2 separate regions of the Danio rerio genome follow, and region 1 is linked to region 2. Evidence: chromatin contacts called from public HiChIP or PLAC-seq data. All regions are on one chromosome and are shown on one strand. The core of a region is the stretch at or near the end of the contact, and the rest is flanking DNA. Distances in the headings are between cores, read along the strand shown.

The links. HiChIP or PLAC-seq counts read pairs in DNA pulled down with a chosen protein or histone mark.
Region 1: an H3K4me3 HiChIP or PLAC-seq map of embryo shows a contact between it and region 2, with 6 times the contacts expected there. The contact joins the promoter of ncaph here to the promoter of zgc:113436 in region 2. A contact is called at or near these places in 1 of 18 Hi-C or Micro-C datasets (hematopoietic stem cells) and 1 of 4 datasets of contacts at active chromatin or transcription factors (embryo).

What each region holds. Positions count from the first base shown.
Region 1 is chr5:28,865,760-28,871,471 of GRCz12tu, reverse strand. It overlaps ncaph (non-SMC condensin I complex, subunit H), which reads right to left and starts at 3,652. Exons shown (of 18, transcript NM_001080196.1): 1 at 3,551-3,652; 2 at 2,931-3,149; 3 at 2,531-2,621; 4 at 2,339-2,428; 5 at 2,128-2,245; 6 at 1,813-1,961; 7 at 933-1,122; 8 at 692-771. The coding sequence starts at 3,142. It overlaps LOC141385822 (a long non-coding RNA gene), which reads left to right and starts at 4,411. Exons shown (of 12, transcript XR_012406893.1): 1 at 4,411-4,561.
Region 2 is chr5:28,645,383-28,651,310 of GRCz12tu, reverse strand. zgc:113436 reads left to right here and starts at 2,339. Exons shown (of 8, transcript NM_001327894.1): 1 at 2,339-2,648; 2 at 5,467-5,616; 3 at 5,760-5,871. The coding sequence starts at 5,566. ogfod2 (2-oxoglutarate and iron-dependent oxygenase domain containing 2) reads right to left here and starts at 2,074. Exons shown (of 7, transcript NM_001320174.1): 1 at 1,824-2,074; 2 at 1,681-1,737; 3 at 1,480-1,590; 4 at 1,301-1,400; 5 at 1,088-1,212. The coding sequence starts at 1,937.

The sequences.
Region 1 (5,712 bases), core at 2,403-4,902, 220 kb before region 2:
TGACTGGAACTACCTGTGGGCTTCAACGAAAATAATGCACACCCTACAGCCAATCAGAATCAAGACCTTCAACAGAACATGGAATAAGACAATTTATATCATATGACCTAAATAAAAAAAGTATCATTTCATATATAAATACAATATATATCCAATAATATTTTTCCATTTATGATTGCAATATTACACACAATTAAGGAAATCTTGTAAATACAATGTTTACATATTTATTTAGCCATATTTTCAATTTTTATGTTCAACCTGTAATCGTTTATTATAATAAAATTTTGAAAAGCATTTTACATTTTAATAGTTTTTAAATTTCCACATTTTTAATCAAACATTTGCCCAAAAGTTCTAAATAAAGCGAGAAATATGATCACATGAGATAATTTGAGTATATACTTTATCAAATTTAAATAGAAATAGTCCTTTACATGTGGTGAATAAAAATATATTAGAATATAATACTATATACTAATACTATATAATACTAAATTTATATAAATTTAACCACTGTTATATATTACTTTCTAAAATAATTTATTAAATGCAGCCTTCATAAAGATACCACCTCCACTGATATTTTAAAAATATTACCCTATCCCTATTTTTTTTTTAATGCCAAAAATGTTTTTAAATGGTAGTGGATTTCAGGTTACACTTTAAATGTTCATGAAATGTGTCTCACCTGCTCAGGAGTCCATCTAGTAAAAGAGAAATCCTCTAAGGATGGACAAATTGGCCTGTCTTCTAGTGTCTTTAAGTGACCTGGAAGTTTCAAAGACAACATTGTTTATTCACACTGTCAAATAGCTCAGTGTACCTGCAACTCACCAAACAAACAGAAATATTTAGGAATAGGGCTTACAAAAACAAAGAGCAAATTGACTCGAGACTTAAAACTGACTGTAACATGCAAACAGGTTTACCTGTAAACGGTGATGCAGGAACATTCTGATGGGACACCTGCACAGGAGGAAGCTGTGACTTCAGTAAGGTCATATGTGAAGGAAAGCGCAGCTCACAGCAACTGTCCTCACTGAACAGCACAGAGAGAAAGACTCCCGCTGTACTGTTCTCATCAAAGGAAGCAGCCATACGCTGAAACATGGGATCAACCTGCACAAAAATGTGTTTTAGTAGGTTATAACACCTTACAACAAAACTACTTGGAGTCCTCACATTAAAAGTCAGCTTAAAACATCAAGGAAAAACAAAGGGGGTGGAAGAACACTTTGCATTATATACTAGCAAATCTCAAAATGCTTGATAGGAATATGGTTAAAAATAAATCAAAATTCACACATGTAAATGCATGAATATAAATACTTATTCGAGTCTGCAATACAATAAGTATATTGTTCTTTTAAATGCATCTTGAATAATAAACAGTTTCAAATTTGAAGTTAAGATGCAAAAACTTCTAATGGTGTCTGAAATGTTCCTCTTAAATAAGCATTTTTCTCAGCCTCCTGTGTTCATGTTCAGTTATTTCCCTTTAAAGGCAATGAAAATAACATTATTTGCTCTAACAACAAAATTACTGAACCTACACACAATAACCGGAGAAAAAAAAAAAAGACTAATTTTTGTGGGAAAAAATCCTATGGCACTTAAGAGGTTTTTGCATCTGAACTCTTAATTTGTATGTACTTTTTTTTTTAAATGTGGAAATATTTCTTGAACAAAGAGGCACATGAGAATGTGATTATGACCACATAATCATACAACATATATTGCATAGCCCAGCTCTAATCTGCATTGTAACAATAAATGATGCCAATCTTATTGACATTGGATATTGTTTACCTCACACTTCATCTCAGATTCAGAGAGATTGATATTACTGAGATTCTGCTCCACTGTCTTCTTCGGAGGTCTTTTCTTAGTCTGTTTTGCAGCCACCTGCTCTCCCTGAGAGCCCTCGGCTGCCTCAGTCTCATCATCACCATCCTGACCTGAAAAAAGATGAGAATATAGTAGTACTGTGCAGAGCCCTGGGAATGTATGACACCACTCATCTACCATCAAGACGATGATCACCTAACCCTTTCTGACCGAGAGCAAATTTCATTTAAGCTTTCATAACACGCCAGCAGACCCATGTCTTGAATAACTACTCACTTTCTTTTGGTTTGGTCTCCGAACCCAAACCTCCCAGGACTCTGTAAGCATCAGCATGGACAGCATCCACCCTCACCGCATAGATTTTCGTGCTGGCATCCAGAGTGCCTGCTGCAACCTAGATCAACAAACACATTTGCAATATTATCGTTTAAAATAATCCACAATATTTTTGTAAAGTAGCTCCAGTACAAATGTGGAGAGTTTGTACCTTGAAGTTTAGCTCAGAGTCTTTCTCCTTGAGAATGTCTGCCATGTAATCGATGAGATGCAGACCAAATGCATTCTTTGTGGTAATTTTCTGCACAGGTAAAAGTGAAAAATTAACAGCTGTGTAACATTACAGACGCCTACAAAGCAGAGAAAATACATGGCTGCAGTGCATTCATAAATGTAAACTCACGTTTTCAGTGGAAAGCTTGATGCAGGTTGAATAATGTTCAGATATCTGTGCTGAGGACAGCTTAGGGACAGCAGCAGGTGTTCCTGCAGAGCTACAGTGAAGACAAATACATCTGTCTGTTGCATGCATTCTTTTATTTACACGTTTAGCAGCAGAAATCATGAAGATACATTGTTTACAATTTATATTGAGTAATATATTTTTAAGTTTTTGTTTAACCAGTAATCATTTATTTTAATCTTTTTTCCAAAAAGTGCTTTATATTTCAATACGATGACAGCTTTGGGACAGCAGCAGGTGTGCCTGTAGAGCTACAGTGAAGACAAATACACGTATGTGAAGTTGTATTGCTGTCTTTAATGTACATATTTTGCAGCAGGAAACGTAGGTTTTAATCTACCTGTGGGTACCGGCCTCATTAATGGACGAGTCGTTCACTCCGTGAAGGTCGATGACTCTGGACCTGCGTCTTTGACGTCTCTCCTGCTCATCGTCGTTTCCCTGAATGTTGTCCAGCAGAGGTGTGCTGGTGGTGGACAGTGCGGCTTTGTGGCCCAGTGCCGGAGAGGACCACTGCCGTTGCCGGGCGGTCGGGGTACTAAATGCGCTCATAACGAAACTGTGAAGTAATTGTGGTTTTATTAAAGTTGTATCCATTCACTACTATGCATTTTTCCTAGGCTTAACTTTAACAGTTAACGTACTTCCTCACAGTTTTCATAACAATAACAACATTTAATGTTGTCTGCTTAAACTGTATTAATGCATAGATATTAATGTTACAAAAAGCATGTTTATAACCCCATTTTCTGTTTCCCCGGAGCGAAATTCATACCTTACTAGAAACCTAAGTTTCAGTATGCAGTAAAGTTATTGCACTGTATGGGCTCCTGCTAGCTAGCGCATCTATGGCTAACGTTAGCGCTAACGTTAAACACGCTTCAATCAAAACAATCACATTTAAATCGGTGGTTTTGAAAGCGTACATAAAAAAGTACAAAAAACTAACGTTTAAGTTACCTGCGACGAACTGATGATTTTTAAGCTGTTTAAATGAATCCAGAGACTCCAGACTTTCTTTTTCCTTCTCTTCAGAAGACCATTTGAAATTTAGCGCCGAACGGTTACACGCGTCATCAGTGATGTCATATGTAGGGACGACGTAAAACGTCACATTGTGCGTGCTCTTTATTTTGATATTATACATCTATATTATATCTAAATTATTACGTGTAGAATTATGATAATACTACTATTAACATTGATAATAATTATTATATTATTTCATATGGCAGCACGATGGCGTAGTGGGTAGCACAATCGCATCACAGCAAGAAGGTCGCTGGTTCGAGCCGGGTTTTGCAGGGTCAGTTGGCATTTCTGTGTGGAGTTTGTATGTTCTCCCCGTGTTCGCGTGGGTTTCCTCCGGGTGCTCCGGTTTCCCCCAGTAGTCCAAAAACATGTATAGGTGAATTGGGTAAACAAACGTTAAATTGTCCGTAGTGTAACTTATGTGTGAATAAGGGTGTATGGATATTTCCCACTGATGGGTTGCAGCTGGATGGGCATCCGCACCGTAAAACATATGGTAGATAAGTTGGTGGTTCATTCCGCTGTGGCGACCCCAAATTAAAGTGTCTAATTCGAAAAGAAAATGAATGAATTATATCTTATCATATTAAAACTATATATTTATATAAATTTCTATAATTATATATCGACTCTTTGTTTTCTACTTTTTAATATCGCTTTTTTATTTAAAATGTTAAAGGATTCTATATGAAGTCGTTAATAAATACAATGTGTTGCTGCCAGTCTTTGTAACAAACTTCTCTTGACCGAAAAACAAACACAAAGATGGATTACTCAACTCGTTGTCCACTAGATGGCAGTAAAATAACAGAAGCTGTTTATCCATTTTACGTCGTAGTCGCAACCAAACAGAGTGATTTGAATGTCAACGCATAAATAATAAACAAGAGAACACGCATCTAACCTTAATCCCTGCTGACAGTCTCGCTCTTCCTGCAGGTAATCTAGTTAATTACTTTCCCTTTTAAGTTCAGAGTAGGAGCAATGTTTAGAGAGAAACGCACATGTTTGTTTGATTCTTGTATCATTTAGAAAGCATCATGTTCTCATACTTGGGAAAAGACGTTTAATTTTGTGCTGCATTATAGCATCAAGGAATGAAGATGCTTGTTGGAGTGTTTAACACTGCTGAAGTGACCACAAGAGTTTCATTTTAAAATGACAGCTGTGTTATGATGATAAACATGAAATGGAGTTTATTTAATCTCCTTATTGGTTATGGGATAAAAGTTCTTATATTAAACACCACAGTGCATAAAAGAAGTTCATCTAAGTCCCTACTTATTTTGCACCTTGAGCTCTGAATTTGGAATCCCAGCTGTATAAGAGGAAAATACCAGCAGTCTGGTTATTTTAAATGGATAGCTTCAGGATTACGAACCATCAACAGAGAATATCCTCCTCTGCAAGTGGAAAACCAAACAGGCCGAAGAAGGAAAACGTGTGTACATGGCCAATGTATATCATTAACCATGGCATATAGCCGCACAAATACACACATACACACATTAAATGTCAGTGAGACTAGCTGGCGGGGATGATCGTGAATGAATTTGCTGATAATACAGCTGAATGGGCCCACTGACCGCAATATAAGCACATAAACACCTCCACATTGAGAGTTAATGCTGATTTAGCTTTTCTTCCCTGTCTTGTATCTTCTGACTCACTGTCCTTTTTGCTTTCTTAGTCGTTCCTTTTCCTTGATATATAGTGTGAATTATCCTTTTAAACTCTTTTTTTCTCGCACCTGTGAGTTACAGTGGCTTATGAGTCTAATTTTGACCTTAAAAAACAGATGTAAATAAAAGCAAAGCAAAAGCTGTTGGTGACAACATGCCACAGAGACACAACTCGTGCAGTCCCGCAGATAAAGATACTCATTGATTTTATTTGAATAGCTGGAGGAAATGTGCCTCAAGGTCTTTCCTTTCTGACTTGACCTCTGGTCAGCAGTTGTGATTGACATTAGCATTCATTATACTGCATATGTGGCCAAAGTAAATCTCTAAGGATGCGTAGAGCTAATGTATTACTGCAGGAGCTGATAATGAGACCTCAAAAGATTTACAGAGGAAATCAAGGCCAAC
Region 2 (5,928 bases), core at 1,090-3,589:
AACGCTAATAATGGAATAAAGAATCTAAAAATAGTATAATATAATAATAAAAATAAACACTAAATAAAATGAAAAACTAACTATACCAGTAAATATACCTATAGACAGAATTATGAATGTGCAACTATAGAAAAGAATTATAGACTACTAAGAAATCCCCAGTTCCACTGTATTTACTGAATTATTTAGGTATGGCTTTGAGTAAAATATGAATATTTGTTTATTATGTAATGGCCTGGTATATTTTCTGTATATTTATTCAATGTAACAGTCTTTTAACAGCATTTATTAGTCAGTTCAACATTTACTAATGCACTATTAAAATCCATAGTTGTGTAAAAACATCAGTTAACACTTTAAATTACTATTTTTTCTTAAGAAGATTACGTTTAGAATAACAAATGTTTTTTGTGTGTTGTGGCTGAAAATCAGGGTTATTCCAACAAATATTGATGATAATTAGGAAAAACATACTTAAACCAACCTGCACCTATTAAGCTATATAAAATGTGATTATACTCAATTTTATTATTATATCTTAAATGATGGAAAACTTTCATCCAACTGCTGACAATTGGGTTGAAGTGGCTTGAAGGGTAACACTTTACAATAATGTTCCAGTAGTTCATGTTAGCTAATGTATGTACTAACATTAACTAAGAATGAACAGTACTTTTACAGCATGTATTAATCAGTTTAACATTTACTAATGCATTATTAAATTCCACAGTTGAGTAAAAACAATAGTTAATGCACTTTGAGTTAACAGTCAACAACTTTATTTTCACTACCTAATGTTAACAAAGGTGAATAAATAAGTAATAAATGTATTGTTTATGTTAATAAATATATTAACTAATAGAAAATAATTGTAAAGTGTAAGCAAAAAGAATAAAGTATCAAGAAAAAAACAACTAAATTATTATTTAGAGGCTGAACTATGATCTTTAAATTTAATATGTCATCAAATGTTCCTTGTTTTATTTAAGCCTAACAATATTTTATTATTATTTATTTGTGTTACACTAAATTATATTTTAGTGAGTGTCTCTTGCAAAGTCCTTGACCTTTATAATAAAACCTTTACCCCATAATTGTTCATGGTGTTCGGCCTGCCCTTGGGTGCATCCGACTGTTCAAAATGCTCCAGCTCTTCTAGAAGGTCCTTGCAGAATTCCTTTCGGAACACCTGGAACCGAAACACTCTCGAAGCTGCGAAATTTTCAGTAAACAGAATTAGTTAGCATGTGATTTTTCCTTCTTATTAATAAATTGGAACACGTGTAAAGCAGCAGCTCACCTGCCTCTGTCTGGATGAGTTTCAACAGTCCTTGCACATTTGCTTCACTTGAAGCACAATATTTGACCATCTCTAAAAGCTCTGGGGCTAAGAAAGATTCCTAGAGATGATAAATTATATTCCAGTAAGTCAGTGGACGACATAAATCACAGACTGCCCGTGTTGCTGATCATAAGTACCTGAAGATGATAAACATGTTGGTGTAGAGGTGTATAAATCTCCTTGATGACAGCTGCTCTCTCTGTAGATTTCAATTTATGATTTTGGCGTCTTTCGATTTCTGCCTGAATCTATAAATACACGAGTGAGTGAATAACCGCTCTCTGACAGCCTTGATCTTCATCGTTATCGCTGTTCTCGAGAGCACACTTATTACTCACCTTTCCGATCACGTCTCTGAATTGGGATTCAGACTCACAACCCAGGGATCTGAGGATCTTAAGCAAATGTCAGCGAAGTTCAGACGGAATTGGCAAACTGTTTAACATGAAGACATGAGCCCGTCTTGCTGTAAATTACTTACATTTTGATAGTCCTTCCTAAACTGGTTCTCTGAGACGAAACGAACATGAAGTTTGTATTCTTCAAGAAAAATATTGTCTGTGAAAAAGCAACTGCATGTGTAAAATCTCTCCATGGCGTATATTATAAGTCAAATAACACACTGTTATACATTTATACAGACTTAATATGTATGATTTGTGTTTTTAAAATATTTTAAAGGCAATGAAAACACATTATGACCAGAATGGTTGAACTGTCAATCTGTTTAGAGCTCCGCACGCTTATGTGATTGTTTTGGAACAACCCAAAATTGTGTCCGTAGAGAAACAAAAAGCTTCGCTCATTTAACATAGGATTTATATCGTCAGCTTTAATAATTGTTCACTTCTATATGAGTGGAACTATTCTATGCATATTTAGTCATTAGTTCGTATCTGAAAAAGCGCAATAAATTAACGCACAGTGATAAAACATTTGTTATGTTTACTTCCTGGTACGCCATCCAATTTCTTCCGTCCTACTGTTGTTGTGTGCACTTTATGTTGAAGAGGGAGCTCTTTCAGAAACACGTTTTCAATGTCCCCAGTATTAGTGTGTATGTAGTTTTGAATTTGAAATTGGAGGATTATCTGTCTGTTATGTATTTAAAGCCCGGGACCGTGTGTTCGCAGCACAATGTTGAGTGTGGACTCGTTGCCAGTGGCCGAAGAGGAGGTTGTGGAGTCCAGCTCAAACAGACTGGGGGACATTTACACTTTTGTTGCCGAGGGCTGTTATCCTCAAACTATGAATCCTATTCGCAAGAAAAATCTCAAAAGATACGCTCAGAAGTTTATTATTGACGGTAAGTACTAAACGAGTACATTCAGTATTCGGTGGTTATATATGGGTCAGAGATTAAACAAACGTTTTTCATTCATTAATGCTGTAAAAGCAATGTAGATTTAACATGTTTACCGTAGTGTAGAATGTGTCCTGTTGTTTATCTCATCAAAACATAATCATACATGTTTATCATGATTTAGAGAAGATTAAAATGATTTTAAAGTGTCATTAAGAATATCAGTAGTTTAAAGCCATACAATATTTTCAGGGAACAAGAATCATTTGATGAAATATTAGGAGATTTAAACCTTTTCATTTGCCACTAAAATTTCAAGGTTCTGTCAGTAAGAAGGTTTTTACTGAGAGACTGAACTGGAGTTTATTTATGACACAGTAACTATCAACTGTGTATTAGTTTGCATTATGGTATATCTTAATGCAGTTTCAGTACTAGTGTGTAAAACACTTTTCCATGCAATTGTTAACCTTGCCATTGTGCTGGATGCCTTTATTTAATACCCAAATTAAATAAAGAAACCAGAATCCTCTCTTGGCTATATTTCTTAGCTAGAGTTTTGTTTAGGACCATATTTTGTAATGTTGTTCAAGAAATAAATTAGATTCATACCTTACCACACAAGGTATCTTGAACTTACATAAAGTTGGTTTTATATTTGCACATTCAGTCTTTCTCATCAATAATATAATCTCCAAAAATTATGAATTAAAAATTCTAAATATTGAAATCATCCTAGCAGCCAACAACCATTAAAGTGCAACAGTCTTTAGTGTTTTGAAGTCATACTTGCATGAGATTTCAGTCTGAATATTCAAAGCACCATGCTAAACAATGTATGGAGATGTCACTGAACGAATGTGTGAATATAAAACAAACTTCACCTAAGTGTATCTTGATGGGTTCTGCAAATGAAGCCAATGTCCACTCCAGTGAAGAAAATTAATAAAATACAACTTTATTAATAAACAAATCCAGTGAAAAGGTAGAATAAAAACAATCACAATCACAATAACAAAACAAAATCCTTTACAATATTCTCCACTGAGAATAAATTGGCCTAAGACATTCAGTATATAGAAGTCAGTTAAACGTGCCGCTGTTCTCTATGCTCTAGCTTTTAATACAGTATTCAATCCTTGAATACAGGTGTGTTTTTAATGTTTTAAGATATCAGTGTTTTATATACTTGAGGATATCTGTTAATACATAGAATAAATCAGTTTTTGTTTTATCTCTAATGTGAGAGACTTGAATTAAAACATGGCAAAGCATTTCTTCTATTTCAACAGCATTAGGGCAGTCTTTCAGGAGTCTTGTCCTCCAAGGACAATGCTTCTAGTTGTGATTTTAATAGTTTGTCAGAAGTGTCATCTGGACCATTTCCTCCTTTATGGTCAGCATAATATTTAGCAGAAAATGCCCTTGTCCTCTTCGAACTCTGTCAAGGCACCTTTGTCCTCTTTTATGTTTCCTCTTATTGCTAATAGCTGTTTTTGTAAGCATAGGAATACTTGAATATGTAAGTTAGTTTTAGTGTCTTTTACAATTAATGTCATTAAACCATCCACACACTGCATCATAAAAAAAGATTTTCACCAAAATAGTGAATGTCTTTCTGAGTACTGTAAAATACTCAAAAATGTGTCTGTAAATGTTTTCAAACCATTTGATTTGATTTACCAAAGTCACACAAGTGAAAATCTTACATCTGCAACATCCATAACAAAGTTTTTTTTTCTCATAAATGCAAAAATATACAATAAAATAATTAGTTTTTGTTCTTTAGAGAGCCAACTCTTATCCTTTTGATTAATATTATTTATGTTGGGTTGTGCAGTTTAATTCAGAGAATTCCTACAAAATGCGTTGTATAATATAAACTCGCATACTTCTTGGTTACATCCATAATGCATGTTTAATTCTCTCATTTAAAATATAAAACACGCTTACAGATTGATGTTTTTCCGATCCCTTAACTCTGATAAGTTGTTTTAAAAAATAGAAAGTGATGTTTTAATAAACTGGTAACATATGAGCAATTCAGTGCAAATGTCAACCTTGCCATGAAAAAAAATTTCAGTTTTCAAAAAATCCCAGAAACAGTTTTTGTAAGCAAGAATTTTACAGTACTTTAAAAATACTTATAAATGTATCTGTCAGTGTTTCAAACTATTTTATTTAATTTGCCAAAATCACACAAGTGGCAATTTCACAGTTGTCACATCCATAACGGAGAAGTGTCACATTCATAACGACACTTTTTTCCTCTTAAATGTGAAAATTTTTAATTAAATAAAACCAATAATTTTTGTTGTACAAAGAGACAACTCTTATCCTTTTGATTAGCAATGTTTCTTTTGGGTTGTGCAGTTTCATTCACAGAATTTCTACAAAGTATTCTGTGTACTGTAAACTCGCAGACTTTTTTTGTCACATCCATAACGCATGTTTTTTTTTCACAATTAAAGTACAAAACATCTTTACATATTGATATATTTCTGGTCCCATAACTCTGTGGTCAGTTGTTTTGGAAAATATAAACAAAAGTTTCAATATAATGTTAACATATGCTTTCTGTGTGAATTTATGTTTAGAGTTTTTACTGCAAATGTCACATCCATAAGGCTGGAATTGCTCATATACATTCTCTGTGAATTTATATTTATCTATGTTTCAAGTTTTTATTGCAAATGTCACATACATAAAGCTGGAGTTGCTCATAAGCAACTTTTCACACATTACTGTTTAGCTTATCTTTCTGATCCTACTAATCACTATGATCTTCTCACCAATTACTAATTTACCTTAAACACCAAAGATGGCCGGCTGTATTATGTGGGACCAAAGAAAGAAGAGAAGCGAGAAGTGGTGATTGAGGCAGAGCGGAAGAGACAAATCTTCCTGGAGTGTCACTTCAATGACATCGGACACCACCTGGGTCAGAAGAAGACTGTACACAGGATTCAGAGTAAATACTACTGGCTTGGCATTGTCAAGGATGTTGTGGATTGGGTATGCAGTGGATGCCATTATCCTGATGAAGGTGTTTGTTACTGTGATGTTTTTCATTTATTTCTTGGTGTCTACAAAGTACTGTATCTTGTGTTTCAGATTAAAGTGTGTGAAACGTGTCAGCATGCAGAGCGGAGTAAAAACCTGGCCAGAACAGTAAGACCCATCAAGGTGGACGGTCCATGGGAGATTTTGGCCATTGAAATAATTGGTAAAAGGGATTTTTAAGCATTCAAATCTTTTGGAGAAACACATTTTATAGAGCATG